Regions from separate parts of the Sus scrofa genome. Here region 2 is linked to region 1. Evidence: chromatin contacts called from public Hi-C data. All regions are on one chromosome and are shown on one strand. The core of a region is the stretch at or near the end of the contact, and the rest is flanking DNA. Distances in the headings are between cores, read along the strand shown.

Region 1 (3,254 bases), core at 298-2,797:
CTAGTTGCCACACAGCAGAACCTGAAACAGGTCAAGTTTTATGAAGAAAATTGCCAAATTACATTTTGTACGCAGGGCATTCCTAAGAAAATAATCTGAAAGACTGAGCACAAGGAGAGAACTACCCCGCCACAGGAAATGTGCTCAGCCATCGTTCAGAGGACAATACAGAAAAAGAACTTACCAAACATCGCGCTGACGGAGCCGGCCATCAGCAGCTCTTGGGTCGCGTTGTACATCTCCACGTCAATCAAGCCCTTCCGGATCGTTTCGCTCACTTTGGCCCCCAGTAGGACGGAGCCCACTGTTTCGAAGATACTAGCTAGGATACAGGCTTGCTTCAGGGTCACTACACCTGATCCCACAGCCGTACCAAAAGAATTTGCTACATCATTGGCTCCCACGGAGAAGGCCAGGACAAATGCAATGATGAAGCCCAGGATAAGCATCCATAGGTAATCTACCAATGGACCAGAAGCAGCAATAGTACTGGTGATCAGCGTTGCCACGGTAGATGCCATTCTCTAGAGTAGTGGTTCTTTAATTTAACAAGAGAATTACTGAGCGGTTTTCGAGATGTGTAAACAGAATATGAGGTATCAAAAATGCTCTAATAAATAATACATATTATATAAAATTAAATACTGTAAACTACGGCACAGAAACCGAGCTGGGGAGTTACTGCTATACGCTGCGTATGGGCATCTGTTGTCTGGGGTTTCTTTGGCTCTGGAGGGCTAGAAGCACGGAGCAGAATTCCATGGCGGAGAAGAGAAAGGACGCAAGTTCATCCTGGAAGAAGAGGGAAAGTAACAATAACGGCGCGTCCTTGGGGGGCTGGCTCCGCACCCCACGCGGGCTCACGCAGGCTGGGGGGGGCCCTGCCGTGCCCACAGCCTGCAATCCGCTGACCCCGCCCCGAACAGGACCAGCCGGCGGCGGGCACGTGGCGCCGGGACCACCTCGGCCCGCGCGCGCCCAGCCCGGGCCGGGCCCCGCGCCGCCAGCCCGCGCGCGCCCTCCGCGCGAAAACCGGAAAAGGGCTGTTCCCGCGCGCGCCGCCCGGGGACCGCCAAAAAGGCCCGCGGGCGGCGGAGCCGCCGGGCGGGGTGGGGGGGGTGGGGGAGGGAGGCAGGCAGCGACGCAAGCAGAACCCCGCCACTGGTACCAGCCCAGCCGGCTGACCCCGCGCCGCAGCGTCCGCGCCGGGCCCCGGGGAGAAGAAAGAGCCTTTCTAAGGCGGCACCGCCACTCACCAGAGGAAACGAGGAGCTGAGCGGGAGACGGAGAGGTCCAGGCGGCGGGCTAGAGCCTCGGACACACGTACCTGCGGTCGGCGAGCACACTGCCCGGGCCCGGAGGCTCGGGGAAAGCTCGGCGGGGGTGGAGGCCCACCCGGGAAACAGCCGCGGGCGCCTCAGCAACCGAGCAAAAGAAGCATGCTGCGCGCGCCGGCAGCCATCATCTAGCGGCGCACGCTGCCGGCCTCTACTTATAGCCCGCGCCGCGCCCCGCGTGACCCACCGCGCCTCGCGCCGGCCCAGGAGCCCCGCCCTCGGGCTGACGCAGCCCCCGCCAGCCCGGCGTGCCCCTCTGGGGGATCCCGACGGCGGCACTCATTGGCCTGTCTGGCGCCGGAGGCCACGCCCCCAGAGGGGAGCCTGTCCACGTGGGGAGGGCCAGCTCGCTCCCTGCGGCCTTGCCCTGGAGCCGTGGCACCGTCTGGCCCTGTAGGCTAGTGATGGGGGCGGCGGGGGACCCTCACCGCGGGGGTCATAGAGGACAAGACCAAGGTTATAGTTACCGCCTCGCGAGCTGAGCTTTACGGAGCAGGCCGCACCTCTAGCAGCACTTTCCGCGCACTTGTGACCTGCAGCATCCGGAGGCCACACCTGGCCGAGTTCCCTCCCTCCCTTCCTCCTGTTGACGCTGCAGGGGAGCTGGCGCCCTGGGGCTCCGGATCCAGTCCTGGCACGTTGTCGCACCTGTGACTTGCCCTTGGCCGGACAGGCACTGTCCCTCGCCGGGGGAGGGAGAGGGCTCACGTGGTCCCCTTGCTCCCGCAGTCATGCACTTGGATGAAAACCGTAAGACTGAGAAGTCACGAGAACCAGGTTGTCTCCCAGTTGTGGCGCAGAGCCACTGGGTAGCTGTGGATCATTAATTTCCCCGTGGCAGACCTCCTGCGTTTTCTGCACCGCGGCTGTGGCCCCGGGGAGAGGGAAGGCTACTGCTTCGGATTCAAATCCTTACTCCTACTTACTGCAAGTGTCACCTTGAGCGACTTCAGATCTCTCTGACTTTGCTCTCAGGAATGTAAATTGTTAACAATCAGTACCTACCTGGTAGCGGGAATTAAATGAGTTAACGTGTGTGAATGTGAGTAGATCTCTGTAGGTGTTCAGTGAATGCTCATTTCCGTGAATATTCCTGTTTTAGAATGTAGAAAAGGATGTGAGGGGTTTTCTCTTTGCCTCCTGGAAGCTTTCCTATTTTCAAGTAAGTTGATTTTTGGCCTTTCTTCATGGTATATAATCTAGTTTTGACATTAATAAGATTTGCTCTGCACATTTGGGGATATTTCATTATTCTGCTTAAGATCAAGACTAAGCAGTCGTGCCAAGGGAGATTAAGGTCTGCTCTCTTGTCAGGGTTGTGGTGGGATTAAAGAATTCCAACCAGAAACACAGCCAGGCTTAGAATGTTCTGGAGCTCTCCCCACCTTTTCCCGTCTCTAGAAGCTGGGCACTGAATAGTGAGAACACAGAGGTTGTAAATCATTGCTGTGTATGGGTCATCTTTGGAGGCTTAACCTCCACCTGAGTATCCTCTGACCTACCTAGCAAATCTGGTGGAGTTATATGAGTAACTTACAAAGCTCTAAGTCCCAAGGTCATGGCCAAAAAAAGAAAGTACATGTCCGGGAGCACTGATCCTGGAGCACAATTTCAATGTAATTCTGGCACCTTCAGTTGTGCTCCTTCCTCCACCTTTACTTTATTTCAAGGTTATAAAAAAAATTAAGGACCGGTCTGTTAAAGGTCCTTAGGGTTCTGCCATTTAAAACAGTAATTTTCAAAGCAGTTGTTTATCAGACAGTTGCCTAGAGCTTTGCCCAACTTGTGTTTTTTTTCATTCTGGTCATTGGCAGTCTTTTGCCAGTCTGTAGTATTAGCCCTTTAAGTTGGCACCCGCTTGTTGGACAGCCTCTGTTGGAGGTGGTGGCGCAGCCATGGTGCATAGCCATCAAAATG
Region 2 (3,376 bases), core at 759-3,258, 290 kb after region 1:
TTCCAAATTATTTTTAAAATCTGGCATCAGAATTCTTTATTAGCAAAATTAATTCAATATCTGAATTTGGCAACATAGTTTCTTCCTTATGTAGAATAATTCTTATTGAAGTTACTCTGCTACAGAGAACAGATTTCCTTCTTCTACACAAAAAGTGAATCTTAGGCTTCAAGAGCAAAACCCCATCATTGGTTTGTCCGCAAATACTCAGAGTAGGGAACTTCTTAAGATATTAGTTAACCCGTTCCAAGAACTTTCTCATTTTAAGGACAGGATAATGTAAAACAATCATGAAAAATGTGTTAAGTGCAAGCTTATGCACCTATAATTTTTTTAAAGAGCATTTTGATTTCCTAAAAACTACATATATAATTGACTGACTTGTCTTCTAGAGACCTACATTTATTATTACAGTACCAAAAGTGCCAAAACATTTCAAATTTTAGTACTGTTTGTTATATCTGCTTCTGGATTTAAAAAAAAAAAAAAGTGTTCTGTATACTTTACCAAAAGCAGATCACATTACTGCACAGGTAAAAACTCCAGCAACTTGTATACAGCCTAGAGCACAAGGTATGTTTTGATTAATTCCATTCGCAAGGGAGTAACGCACAGGTTCTGAATTTTTAAACATTCTAAATAAGAATAAGATACAATGTATTTTGACCCAGCAATTTAATGAAGGCCCACCCTTTCTTTTTTTAACGATTAAGATGGCTAGCACTATAAATTAAAATTTTAACCAAATCCTAAGTATGCTATTTATGCTATTTAAAATACGTCAATACGCCCAAATCATTAAACGGAGTTAAGAATGGGCCTCTTAAGGCATAGCAAAGATAAAAAAGTCAGAATCTCAAATTTTCCAATGATACATAGTATTTAGAAAACCGGGCTAGACTGAATGATCCATGGAGTCCTTACTTTAGGAGAAAACTGTGGTACACGAAGGTCTGCAAAGTCTAACTCTTTTGTGTAACATTTGAAACTTGCCGTTTCAAAATTGCTAGGGGTAAGCCTGTGCGAATACACGGCTTTTGGGGGTTGCCTAAAATTTTCCTAAGAAAGAACAAACAAAAACAAAAACAAACCCAAAGCATGTTTATTCTTAGGAGTGTGCTAGGGTAGTAGTCAAACAAATCACCAGTTACTGAAAATTCCTGGCGGGTCCTCATGGGACATGAGGGCCGGGCCCCGCACCGGGAGCCGCTTCCTCCGAGCCCAGGCTGGACCGCAGCCCCGAGCCGCCCGCGGAAGCCGCCCGGCGCCGACAGAGCCGCCCAGAGGCGGGGGGCTCGGGGCTCGCACGTGCGGCCGGGGGCGGGGCCGGCCGGGAAGGACCCCGCGCGGGGAGGCGGGCGCGGCCGGGCCGACCTCCCCCGCGGCCGCGGGCCCGGGCTTTGCATCGGGGCGCACGTCATGGAACGGATGGAGCCACACAGAGACGTCTAGGTCATGCAGGAGGCGCGCGGCCCCGGCCCGCTCCCGCCGCCCCAGACCCCTCCTCTCATCCGACAGAAAGACAGACAAGAAGGGTTCCCGACCTGTCGTGCCCTGCATGTTCAGAGTCTGTCATGTTTGGTCAAGAACGGGGCGGGGCTGGAGGGCAGGTCTGCGAGGCCGGCGGCGGCGGGGCGCGGGGAGGCTCCCTGCGCCGCCTGCGGGTACCTGCTCCCGGCCGCCGCCGAGAGGTGACGAAGTGGTAAAAACTCACGGTTACTAGTGAGCGACACAGACACAGACTTTCCAGTCTATTAACAACCACGCCAGAGAGGTGGGGCTCTAACTGCAAACACTGGGCCACGGCCCCGCGCTGCCGGCGCTGCCGCTTTAGTCTCTATTCGCCGCCGGTGGCTGAGGCTTGGGAGCAGCCGGGCGGCGTGCACCGACGCGGGGATTTGGACAGTGGCCGTAACGGTGATTTCTCCTCACCAACATGGCGGCACCCGAGACCGGCGGCTCGATAAAATGGCGCCTGCCGCAACACCTAGCCCGGGACTAAAGGGCAGAAGAGATTCCTCCGCGTGCCGCGGCCCTTACCCAGCCCGCCGGGGCCGAGCGCGCTTCCCATTGGAGGAGAAGGCCCGTCCATCACTCCCGGGGGCGGGTTCCCACGCTTTCCTGTGAAGCGGCGGAGGAGGCAGTCTCTGAAGGCTGTGCCGGGCGGAGCCGGGGGGTGGTTTAGGGCGGGGTAGGCGATCAGCGAGATCGCGCTGTGCCTCCGCGCCTACGGAGGTGCCTCGCGGTGTTCCCTGCGAGACGCCGCCTCCCAGAGATTGGGGGGGCGGTTTCAGACGTACCCAAACAAACGGCCCCCCCCCAAAGCCATTAGCAAATGTGGACAGCAGTGAGACGGCTCTAGAGTCAAAAAAAAACAAAAAACAAAAAAAGAAACCTTTGTTGCTTAAATAGTAGGGGAATGTACTTTCTCCTTCAAGGTTGTAGCGGATCTTGTTTTCTGTAACGGTTAATGCCCAGAATCACGTTTGGAGGAAAATAGCTTGGCACGTAACTCTGATATTTAATACTGAATTTATCTACCCAGTTATTAATAATGAAAGAAAAATTGCTAAAAGAATTATATGAGCTTTAAGTTATTCCATAAAAACATTTACATTTTATATGTAAAATACATGTGAATATTTTATAAATAAAAGCTAACTATTACATTTCTTTGCACTTATAAACGTGATCTTTTTTCTAAAATTTAATGACAACATTTTGGCCCATTTAGTTTTGAATGAATGTCTTTTTTTTTTTTTTTTTTTTTTTTTTTTGTCTTTTTAGGGCCAAAACCTGGGCATATGGAGGTTCCCAAGCTAGCGGTCAAATCAGAGCTGTAGCTTACGTCACAGCCACAGCAACGCCAGATCTGAGCTGTGTCTGCGACCTACACCACAGCTCACATCAACACCGGATCCTTAACCTACTGAGCGAGGCCAGGGATCAAACCTGCATCTTCATGGATGCTAGTCAGATTTGTTAATTGCTGAGCCACAAAGGGAACTCCAACGTCCCTTTTTTAAATCAGCATGATGGATTAATAATTAATCCTCCCAAATATCTGACTTTCGAGAAAATGTATTTTGTAGATGCATAGACACAGGACGTTTAGAAGCAATTGCAACTAGATTAAATTTTAAATTAAAAAAATGTGGATATTGGAGTTCCCGTCGTGGCGCAGTGGTTAACGAATCCGACTAGGAACAATGAGGTTGAGGGTTCGATCCCTGCCCTTGCTCAGCGGGTTAATGATCTGGCGTTGCTGTGAACTGTGGTGTAGGTTGCAGATGCGGCTCGGATCCCGCGTTGCTGTGGCTCTGGCGTAGGCCGGTGGCTACAGCTCTGATGAGACCCCTAGCCTGGGAACCTCCAT

Evidence for each region. Hi-C and Micro-C count contacts between places; a contact is called where the count stands out from the background.
Region 2: a contact with region 1 is called in a Hi-C map of skeletal muscle, with 4 times the contacts expected there. The contact joins the promoter of ZC3H6 here to the promoter of SLC20A1 in region 1. A contact is called at or near these places in 1 of 5 promoter capture datasets (liver) and 2 of 47 Hi-C or Micro-C datasets (heart right ventricle and skeletal muscle).

The regions. Positions count from the first base shown.
Region 1 is chr3:43,859,000-43,862,253 of Sscrofa11.1, forward strand. SLC20A1 (sodium-dependent phosphate transporter 1) reads right to left here and starts at 1,548. Exons shown (of 11, transcript XM_021087023.1): 1 at 1,257-1,548; 2 at 185-792; 3 at 1-21. The coding sequence starts at 521.
Region 2 is chr3:44,146,905-44,150,280 of Sscrofa11.1, forward strand. ZC3H6 (zinc finger CCCH domain-containing protein 6) reads right to left here and starts at 2,009. Exons shown (of 12, transcript XM_021087025.1): 1 at 1,545-2,009. The coding sequence starts at 1,576.